Regions from separate parts of the Mus musculus genome. Here region 1 is linked to region 2. Evidence: chromatin contacts called from public promoter capture Hi-C data. All regions are on one chromosome and are shown on one strand. The core of a region is the stretch at or near the end of the contact, and the rest is flanking DNA. Distances in the headings are between cores, read along the strand shown. Region 1 holds the start of Chchd6 (coiled-coil-helix-coiled-coil-helix domain containing 6). Region 2 overlaps 4933427D06Rik (RIKEN cDNA 4933427D06 gene).

Region 1 (4,925 bases), core at 1,277-3,776, 490 kb before region 2:
CTTTCTACGCTAATCAAATAGATATAATTTATGAATGAGCACTGTATCTTTTGATGCATTGCAAATTTTGCCCTCCTCCTTCGATAAAAAATTCTAAGACCCTATAAGGAATTTAACAGAGACACCTGAGATAAAGGAGGATGATTAGCCAGCCTGCTTCTACTTTAGGCTTGAAAGACATTTTATAATAAAGACAAACTAGGTTAATTTCAGTTTATGATTAAATATCTGTTTCTCAAGTATTAGGCTATGCCCCACTGATAACCTTAACTACAAATGAATCTATTCTGCATATTTCAGGAAATGTCAACCATGCTTTTGTTTCAAAAGTTTTTATGACCACCTGTTGCTATGACTACCTTGTGTAGGCAAAAGGTTATTGTGCACTGTGTAAAGATTATCCTTGTTTTATTCAAATGCTAATTTCTGTGCTCACATATCTGGCTGCAATCCTTATTCTGAGAATCTCCTGTCTCATTGTTGTATAAAAAATGTCCCCAATGTTGGGGATTTTGACTGGGAGGTAGCCAGATTAGTTTAGAGGATTAAAATAGATTAATACTGCTCAGTTGTTGTGCCTTAAAGCTGCTAAATAAATCTAATAGCCCTGTATCCATTATTTGGAAGCTAGCTGAGTTAAGAGAAAATCTTCAACACTTATAAATTCTCGTTAACAACAGGTACCATAACAGGTACCCTTGTTATGCGTACCTGTTGTTATGACTTGACCACTTTGTTATGAGTACCTTATTAGGACCACTTTATGAGAGGATCTAAACCACTCCATTTTAGAACAGGCAGCCATATTAGGCCTTAAGTTTCAGTTTCCCAAAGAAGCAGGAAAGACTCCTTGGGAGAGTCACAGACAATGGATCGTTAGTCAATACGGGTCCTGACTTTTGGCTGAGAGGGAGAATGAACCAGAACCGAGTCAGTTCCTGGGACAACTGGCTGAGAGAGATAACAAACTCTGAATTGGGCTAGTTTCTGAAATTCCTGACCAAAAATGGTAAAACTAATATAGCAAGCAATCAGAAATTGTATTAATGTAACTGCCATACACCTAGCTAATCATGTTAGAGATTACTTAACCCTTTCAGCAAACTCCACTAGCCCTGATTAAGAAGAGCTCCTCTTCTGGTCACCATTTTGATGAATGATTGACCCACGCATGCTGGTTGTTTTTGCAGAATAAATATTGTTTGCCTTTACATACTGTTTGAGTCTGGGGCCTTCCTTCAGTGATTCTCAGACTCTAACACTTGCAACATGTTATGGCGGTTTAAATAGGAATGGCTCCCATAGACTCATGTGTTTGAATACTTGGTCCATAGAGAATGAATGGTGGCACTACTGGGAGGTATGGCCTTGTTGGAGTAGGTGTGGCTTTGTTGGAGGAAGTGTGTCACTGGGGTGGTATGGGTTCTGAGGTTTCAGAAGCTCAAGCCATCTTACTTCCTGCTGCCTGTCAACCAGGATGCAGAACTCTCATTCCCTCCTCTAGCACCATACCAGTCCTAGGGTTTTTTTTTTTTTTTTTTTTTTTTTTTTGGACAGGGTTTCTCTGTGTAACAAGCCCTCCTGGACTCTCTTTGTAGACCAGACTGGCCTCAAACTCACAGGCCTGTTTCTGCCTGTTTCTGCCTCCTGAGTGCTGGGATTAAAGGCATGGGCTACCACACCAGGCTAAATATTTTTCTTTCTAAGAGTCACCCATGGTGTCTCTTCATAGCAATAGAAACACTAAGAAACATGCCTTTGTTTCACAAGAGGTTAAGACTAACTAGTTATATTTTGTGTCTATTTGTCTCCCATACCCCACCCCTCCTCAAATTTGGAAACCCCTTATCCTTGACCTATAAAAATCTTTTCTACCTCAAAGTCTGACCTCTTGAACTCCATCTTAGGAGAAGACAGCCTATGTACAAGAATTAAAAGTTTGTTTTAATTAACTTGCCCAGGATGGTTTGGGCCGGTGGTCTTTCTCCTCCCATCATTGGGATTAACAGTTGGTCCCTAGCATAGTACTTTCTCTATCATCTCATGGCAAACTACACTCACCTTTAGGTCTTAAAGGCTCCATTTGTGTAAAGGCTCCATCTGTGAGGTTGCCACAATTTATTAATTTGTCTCGCGGTATTACAGTGTCGTTTCCCTTGCACTACAGTAGATTCACTTGTGTTTGAAATTTGTTTCTTTCATGACTCAAGCAGGTTACATGGGGTGGCTCAGTACAAGTCTGCTGAATGCTTAACATGAACATAGATCATTAACAGTTGTCTTAGCATCCTTGGTAGTTTATTCTTAGAACACGACTTTTACTTTGCTTCAGGGATAAGATTTATAAGAAACCATGACCTTGTCTCAGCGTCTATTTGGCTGGCCCTCTGTCCAATTTTCCAGCCCACAGGTACCCCTACCTCAGAGAGCCACGCCCCCTTCCAGAGCTTTTTAATGGCGCCAGAATGCTGGACTACAAATCCCACAGGGCAACGCGCGCCAGCCCCAGCAGCCAATAGAGCGCAGTGTTGCTGGCCTGTGTCCCGAGTGACGAGCGTAGGCCGCTGAGCAGCGTCGTCCTGGTTGCTGTGGAGCCGGCTCGCGTGGCCTCACGCCCTGCCCGCCTCCTGTCATGGGCAGCGCCGAGAGCGCCGAGGCCCGAAGGGTGTCCTTCGAGATGGATGAGGAGGAGCGGGTCCGGGTGCTGCAGGGCATCCGGGTGAGCGGCGCGGCGGGAGGGCGCGGGCCGGAGGAGCGTGCGGGCGGGAATGGGAGCCGCCGTCCCGGGGACCAGATACATGGGGCCGCTGGCACTCGGGGGCAGCCGGCCGCCTCAAGTCATTTTCCACCGCCTTGGCTCTCTCGGTTCCGGATTTGTTCCGTGCTCTACCCGGTTTCACTTGTCTTGTGCTTCTCGTTGCGTGTGCTGCAGCACGTTTTGAAAGTGTTCTTCCATTTCCAATCTTGTTCACGTGCCTTTCTCCGTGAGGCAGCAAAAGGAGAGTTTCAGCTACTGTGTATTAGGTCATATGCCTTATCCGCTCTTCAACTAAAAACCTACAGTTGGTCCTTACCACGTCGAACAGGAGGAATAGCCTCACTTGGCTTTTACAAGATGTGCTGGTGCCCACTGACCTTCCCATCCCTTTCCTGGCCTGTTTCCTCATCTTCATAAGATACTTATTTTTGCCTCAGGACCTCCTTGTTCTTCCTAGAAGATCCCAGGTGTTCGATGTTTCTTCAGTTATCGTTAACCTGGCTGTCTTCTTGTTACAGCTCAGGTGTCATCCAAGAATCCTTCCTTGACCACAGTCTCAAGCGACTTCCCACACTACTGCCACACATTTATGATTTTCTCAGCATCCAACACAGTTTGAAACAAATTGTGTTTATTGTGTTTCCCATTAGAGCTCTAGCTGATAGCTTGGCTGAAGTTCTTGTGTAATTCATGACTTTATCACCGGAACTTACAAGAATAAAAGCTCCTGTTTTATTTCAGACTGGCAGCTCTTTACAGGTATTATTTAATTTTTCAACCAATCAATGAGCAGTAGAATTGTTAGTACCTCTTCCTCTGTTTTGTTTTGAGACAGGGTCTCAATATTAAGTCAGGCTGGCCCAGGACTCTGTGTCTGCTTGTCTCATGAGTGCTAGGATTAAGGAGGGGCATATACCACCAAAAGTTTGATTAGTCCATTTTGTAGCTTATGGGGAACTGAGGTCCTATTGGCATAAGTTGTCCAAGGTCACACAGGTAACAAAGTAGGAGACCCAAGACTATAAAGTAGGTCAGCTCCAGAGCTGTTTGTTAAACTTCTTGCTAGACTTTCTTCTATACCTGTGCATGGCACTTAGTGTGTACTTGGTCGATAATTGTTAAGTAATTACATGAGTGAACTCAATGAAATAAATCAAACTTCAAACAAAATGCTCTGAGTTGGCTCTAGGTGAATTAGAGAGTAGATTCAGAAAAAGACTTCAGAGGGTCTGACATCTGAACTCCTTAATAGAGCTATTTTTTATTTAGCTTACAAGAGCTATTTTTTGAGTTTTACTTGGGGAGTGGAGAGAGAGAGAGAGAGAGAGAGAGAGAGATAGAGATATGGTGGGAGGTTATCCTGGGTACTATCAAGGATCAGATGAAGATGTGTGTGAAGCAATGGAGAAGACATGAGGGATGCTTTGTGGGGGGCCTCAGAATGTGCAGCATGTCAGGAGCTGACCAGCTGGAATCGTTAACCTGGCTTGTGGCAAGAATTAAGAGGGGGAAGATGGTTTCTGTTGAAAGGCTGAGAGGGAAGGAGTAGGGTAGATTGTAGGAAGACCGCTTTGACTCAGGACATTCTTCACAGTTTTTTGCTGGGTCTCCTGTTTCAGGGGGATGCAGGCCTGAGTCTTCAGATGTTCAGAGAAGCACCATTGGAGGTGGCTCAGACTTTTCATTTCTAGTTCTCTTAATAATTCTGTAGAGTACAAAGTCTTTACATTTTTTTTCTCTCCTTAAAATGTTGTGTGTGTGTGCACACATGCTTGTCTGTACGTGTACCACATGTATGCAGGTGCTCAGGGTGGAAAAAAGATATGAAATCCCTTGAAACTGGAGGTACAGATTATTGTGAACTGCCAATTCCTCTTGAAGAGCGATAAGCATTTTAAACCACTGAGCCATTCTTCCACACCCTAGTACAAACAATTTAAAGATGGAAAGTCAAGCTTAGAGACAGTCAGGACTTCCTAAGGCACCACTTAGTAGTGTTTGGAACTAATCTAATTCTATCAGACTTCCCCCCAGCCTGAGGACACATGTCTTATAAGTCGGAAATTGTGACATTGCTTCTACATGGCCTGACAGGGATGCTAAGACTCTGCTTAGTTTTACCAGGCAATTAAAGTGGAGGGAACTTCAGTAGTTGTTAGCTTTCTTT
Region 2 (4,647 bases), core at 551-3,050:
CAGAAGGACCACACACACACACACACACAGCCCCCCACCCCCACCCCCAGTTGCATAGCAAATCCAGGTTCAGCCTGAGTTACGTGAGACCCTGTCTCAACAAAAAGAAAATCGAAATCCCAAGTACCAAAGCATTTTGAGGAGGTGAGACAGCTCACAAAACCCACAGGCAGCGGGGAGGAAGGTAAGAGAGTCTGCTCTGAGTGGAGGCTCCCAAAAGAAGCCTGTGGAGTGCTCAGTCCTCTATGGCTAGAATAAATGACTTGACAAAGAGGTAACTGATCCAAAAAGAGCAAGACTTTCTGCCAGCCATGGTCATCTGGTCCTGAACAGTATCCTAACTGACGACCATAAAGCAGGCAGGCATGCAGTCCCCACACACCCAAAGGCAGGAGAGTCGTGATATATCTAGGCAGGCCTGAGTCACCCAGAGCAGCTTGGCTATCCCAAGCTAACAATTGGAATGCTGGGAAAAAGATGCCTCAGATAGGGGTCAGAGGCCCACATTCCCCAGGCCTGGGTGAGCCTGCAGGTGTCCATTCTTTGCAGGCCAGGCCAGGGACTTCTGTAATGCCCTATGGTGATGTCTGAACGTGGCTTGACCCTAATGAGTCAGGCTGCAATTCAGCATCATAGACCAGATGGGACCTGCAAGAAGTGGTGAGATTCTGCCCTGGTGACAGGGTTGCTCCCTGGGTGAACTGGAAGGTGACAGAGCTGAGTCCCACAGCACAAGGCAGCCTGGGAAAGGAAGAGGAAGGTGGTGTGAGCAGAAACCCCCAAGTTTGCTGCTTCTAACAGTAATGCTCCCAAAGGAGGAGACAAAGGAATGGCACCCCACAGAGCATGTGCAGAGGAGATATGCTGACCTGGAACAAAGAAATGAGGCGAGCCAGCAAATTAAACAGGTAGATAAACAAAAATAAAAAGATATGGAACCTTATTAATAGCCGAGGCAATTCTAATTAGAACAAAAATAAAATAACGAGTTTTTATCTAAGATATTGCCAAAAATTCCAGAGCCCCAGCATGGCCTGCCAGCAACGACGCCTCACACCATAAGCTGGCATTGTGTGAGAACTAATCTGGATGCAGTATCTTAGCATCTATTAAAATAAAATAGACCATACCATTTGACACAGGGATCTAAGTTTGATAAGTTATTTTATAAACTTAAAAACAAACAACAAAAACCACAAAAGCAGGCTGGTCCTTAAGATATGTGTGTAAACTGGGACACGGTGGTGCATGCCTTTAATCCCAGCAGTTGGGAAACAAGGTCGGGTGGATCTCTTGTGGGTTGGAGGCCAGCCTGGTCTACAAAGTGAGTTCCAAGACAGCCAGGTCAACACAGAAAAACTGTATCTAAAACCAAAAAGATCTGTGTAGAAGTGTGATGAGGCCTTGTGGCCATGGGAATGCCTTAGAAATGGCACAGCCAGAACTTATGTGTGTGGAGATTGCTGTATGAGGACAGGAAGTGCAGGTGGAGGGGTCCTGAGGTGACATCCTTTAGGCTCACAAATCAGAGAACCCCACAGATCTGCCCACTGTGCTTCCCACTGCTTTCAAGGTCAGATGGAGGAGCTATGGGGTGCAAAGGGACAGTTCCCAATGTACCTACCACACCTATGACACCTGTCTGGTCCCCGAGCTTGGTTCTGGATGATTCTGAGAGATGGTGCTGTGGTTTGGATATAGGTGTCCTCAGGAGGCTCCTGTGTTTGTACTGGTGCTACTTGAAAATGAAAGGTTGTGAACTTTCTGGAGGGCAAAGTGAGTCGCTAGGGATGAGGTTTGTGGTTTTGTAGTCCAGCCCCACTTCCTGTCTGACCTCTGACTGCCAGGTGCAATGTGACCCGGCCTCTCCCACTTAACCTCCCCATCATCATAGAATGTATTCCCTCAAACTGAGCCAAGATAGCCCCTTCCTTAAGTAGCTTCTTGTCAGGCATTTGATCTCAGCAACAAGAAACAAGTGACTAACATGGACAGAGTGCTGTATGTATGGGAAATCAAAATACAGCAGAGACTTCAGAGCACACACATGTTGAGCAGGCTTCTACAGCTACAGGAAATTAGCAGGCAGGAGGAAACCAAACCTACTGTCTTCCATAACTTCAGGAGGACAGCTTTTCTAAACACATTTTGCTTTTGCATTGCTAATTTATGAAATTTTACAAAAAGAATTTTGTACAACCAAAGCCCAAGAGGAGGATTTATTTAAAAGGATAGTTAACTACACACACACACACACATACAAAGATTCATGATAAAAACTCTTCTTGGACATTTTTCTTAGAAACAAATACAAACTTCATAAATACAAAATCCAATTTATAATTCACCTTTAGGAGTACTGAAGACAGGAACTATTTTAACTTGATCAGAGACATCCATGAGAAAACTGACAGGAAATTCCCATTAATGATAATTAAAAAAAAAAAAAGAAGAAGAAGACATTTAAAATATTCTCACTGAGGCCAAAAGGCTATTATTACCAAACTATTCCACACTTAGCCTTCTGTTGAGACAGGTCTCATCATGTAACTCTGCAGACCAGGTTGGCATAGAATTAACAAAGATCCACCTGCCTCTGCCTCACAAGTGCTGGGATTAAAGGTGTGCGCCACTATCGCCCAGCCTCTTACTCGGTGTTTTAAATGTGGCTCACTCTCTTTGTTTCCTTTCATAAACCCCCGTGCCTTTTGTTCAATTTGTCCAATTTTCTTTGACTTACTCATTTTCAATCTAGTCTGAACTTCTAGTGCCTTTCAACTCACTTGGGGATCCTGGGCTGGTGGGACAGTGCTTCCGGTAAAAACGTTCTGCCAAGCCTACAGGCCTGGGTTCAAGGCTCGGGTCTGCACAGGGTAAAAATTAAGAGCTGTCTCTGCAAGTTGTCCTCTGACCTCCATAGACAGACTGTGCCACATACATGCCCACACAGATACACACAATAAGATATCATAGTAAAAACAACAACAACAACTAGTACTACTACTACTACTACTACTACTACTACTACTACTACTACTATTCAGCAACAGCTACTGCTGCCTCCAAACTATAAGGGTCCACATCAGGATATCCTGCTTCAGAGAACTTCATACATACATACACTCATCCTCCCCAGCTCTAGGCACGGCTGGGTCGGCTTCTGGGGCCGTTTGCTTCCTTCCTGGCTCCCCTCTGTGATAGTCGGGGCTATCAGATGTTCAGTCCCATCCGTTGTTGGTTCAAATCTGTAATCTTGCATCCCAATTCCACCTGAGCTCTGTAACTTGCTCTTTCTATACACAAATACACGATTTCAGGGGTACAGCATCACTCCATTTCCCTGAGGGTATAAGATTCCTGGGAAAGCCTTATGCTGCAAGTTCAAGCCAGTCACCATTGCAGCATGGATGGGGAGGGGGCTCATGAGGCTCCACCCCCAGCTAAGTTGCTGGTGGTGAATGATGGTTGCTAGGGAGGAAGAGTCATTTTTCTGCAGTATTAGTTATCCATACTCTAGTGGATGATCCCAGAGTCATGCATTTGAGGCTGTATGACAGATTTTTAAAAAAATAGAATAGAGTCATTTTTCTGCAGTATTAGTTATCCATACTCTAGTGGATGATCCCAGAGTCATGCATTTGAGGCTGTATGACAGATTTTTAAAAAAATAGAATAGAGAGAGGAAGTGGGAAGGGGAAGTGTTAAGGGGCCACTGGACCATAAAAATATTTTTTTTCAAATAATAAACCCAGGAGGGACAAATAGTCTAATGGTTAGTGTTAACTGTCAATGTCACCAAATCTAAAGCCATCTGGGGACCTAGGATGCATTCGTGCTTCTGATTTGGGGTGTGTCAAGACCAGCTGTAAGTGCTGGGTACCTGGTTTCCTGGCTGGGATGAACTGGAACCTAAACTATGAGAAAGAATAAACCTTTTCAACTGTAAGCTTTCCTCCTCCTCAGGGGAAACAAACATAGCCAGGGAGGGCCAGCACCAAGGGATACCAGTCACCAAGGGATGTAGGCTAAGAACATGGGGGCCCTGAATGACATGAAGCACGGGACTATGTTGGCCACAGGGATGAAGGTAACATAGGGGTAGGTAGCCATGGCAGCCCAGTACCCATAAACTATAGGTGGCCACTGGGCCATCCCTGCTGGCACAGGGACTACTGGAGTCAAGGTGGGATACAGGTTCATGGCAGCCCCTGTTTCTTCACTGTGGCTGAAGTATGTCTGTAGAACCAGTTCCTCAGAGGGTTCCTGCCACTCCTGGAAGGCTGCCTGTGAGTGGCTGCCTGTCTCTGCCCACTGCCTCTGCCTCTGCCTCTGCCTCCACCTCCGTCTCTGCCTTCCAGGGTAAGCTCTTTGTTCTTCATCGTTTCCTCTACCAGCATGACGTCCTGCAGCTCCGGCTGGCTCTGTGGGCTCTGTGGGCTCAGACCTCTGCGAACGTACATAAGCAATGGGTCTGGCAGGCTGGCCTGACTCTTTAGGCTCGTCTACTTCCACTGGGTCTTGTTGTTCCACACAGGGATCACCTTGCTCTCCAGGTCGCTCATCTGAGTCTGGAGAGAAACAGACAGTGAGAACAGGTCTTGCTCAGCTTCTCCAGACAACCCATGGCTGGGGCGTTATAGCCCCATT

The links. Promoter capture Hi-C pulls out the DNA fragments that hold promoters and counts their contacts.
Region 1: a contact with region 2 is called in a promoter capture Hi-C map of embryonic stem cells, with 5 times the contacts expected there. The contact joins the promoter of Chchd6 here to the enhancer-like site in region 2. A contact is called at or near these places in 5 of 39 promoter capture datasets (the 3T3-L1 cell line, the C10 cell line, embryonic stem cells and 1 more), 2 of 15 datasets of contacts at CTCF or cohesin (the NIH/3T3 cell line and large pre-B cells), 2 of 484 Hi-C or Micro-C datasets (bone marrow-derived macrophages and nephron progenitors), 3 of 115 datasets of contacts at active chromatin or transcription factors (bone marrow-derived macrophages, differentiating embryonic stem cells and large pre-B cells) and 1 of 9 other capture datasets (macrophages).

What each region holds. Positions count from the first base shown.
Region 1 is chr6:89,593,253-89,598,177 of GRCm38.p6, reverse strand. Chchd6 (coiled-coil-helix-coiled-coil-helix domain containing 6) reads left to right here and starts at 2,526. Exons shown (of 8, transcript NM_025351.3): 1 at 2,526-2,719. The coding sequence starts at 2,633.
Region 2 is chr6:89,107,589-89,112,235 of GRCm38.p6, reverse strand. 4933427D06Rik (RIKEN cDNA 4933427D06 gene) reads right to left here. Exons shown (of 4, transcript NR_134978.1): 4 at 2,197-4,568. Among named protein-coding and RNA genes, the nearest start is that of 4933427D06Rik, 14 kb to the right of the region's middle. Within about 2 kb of position 1,800, at least 15 of the 459 cell types and tissues checked have an H3K27ac peak or open chromatin away from gene starts, as enhancers often do.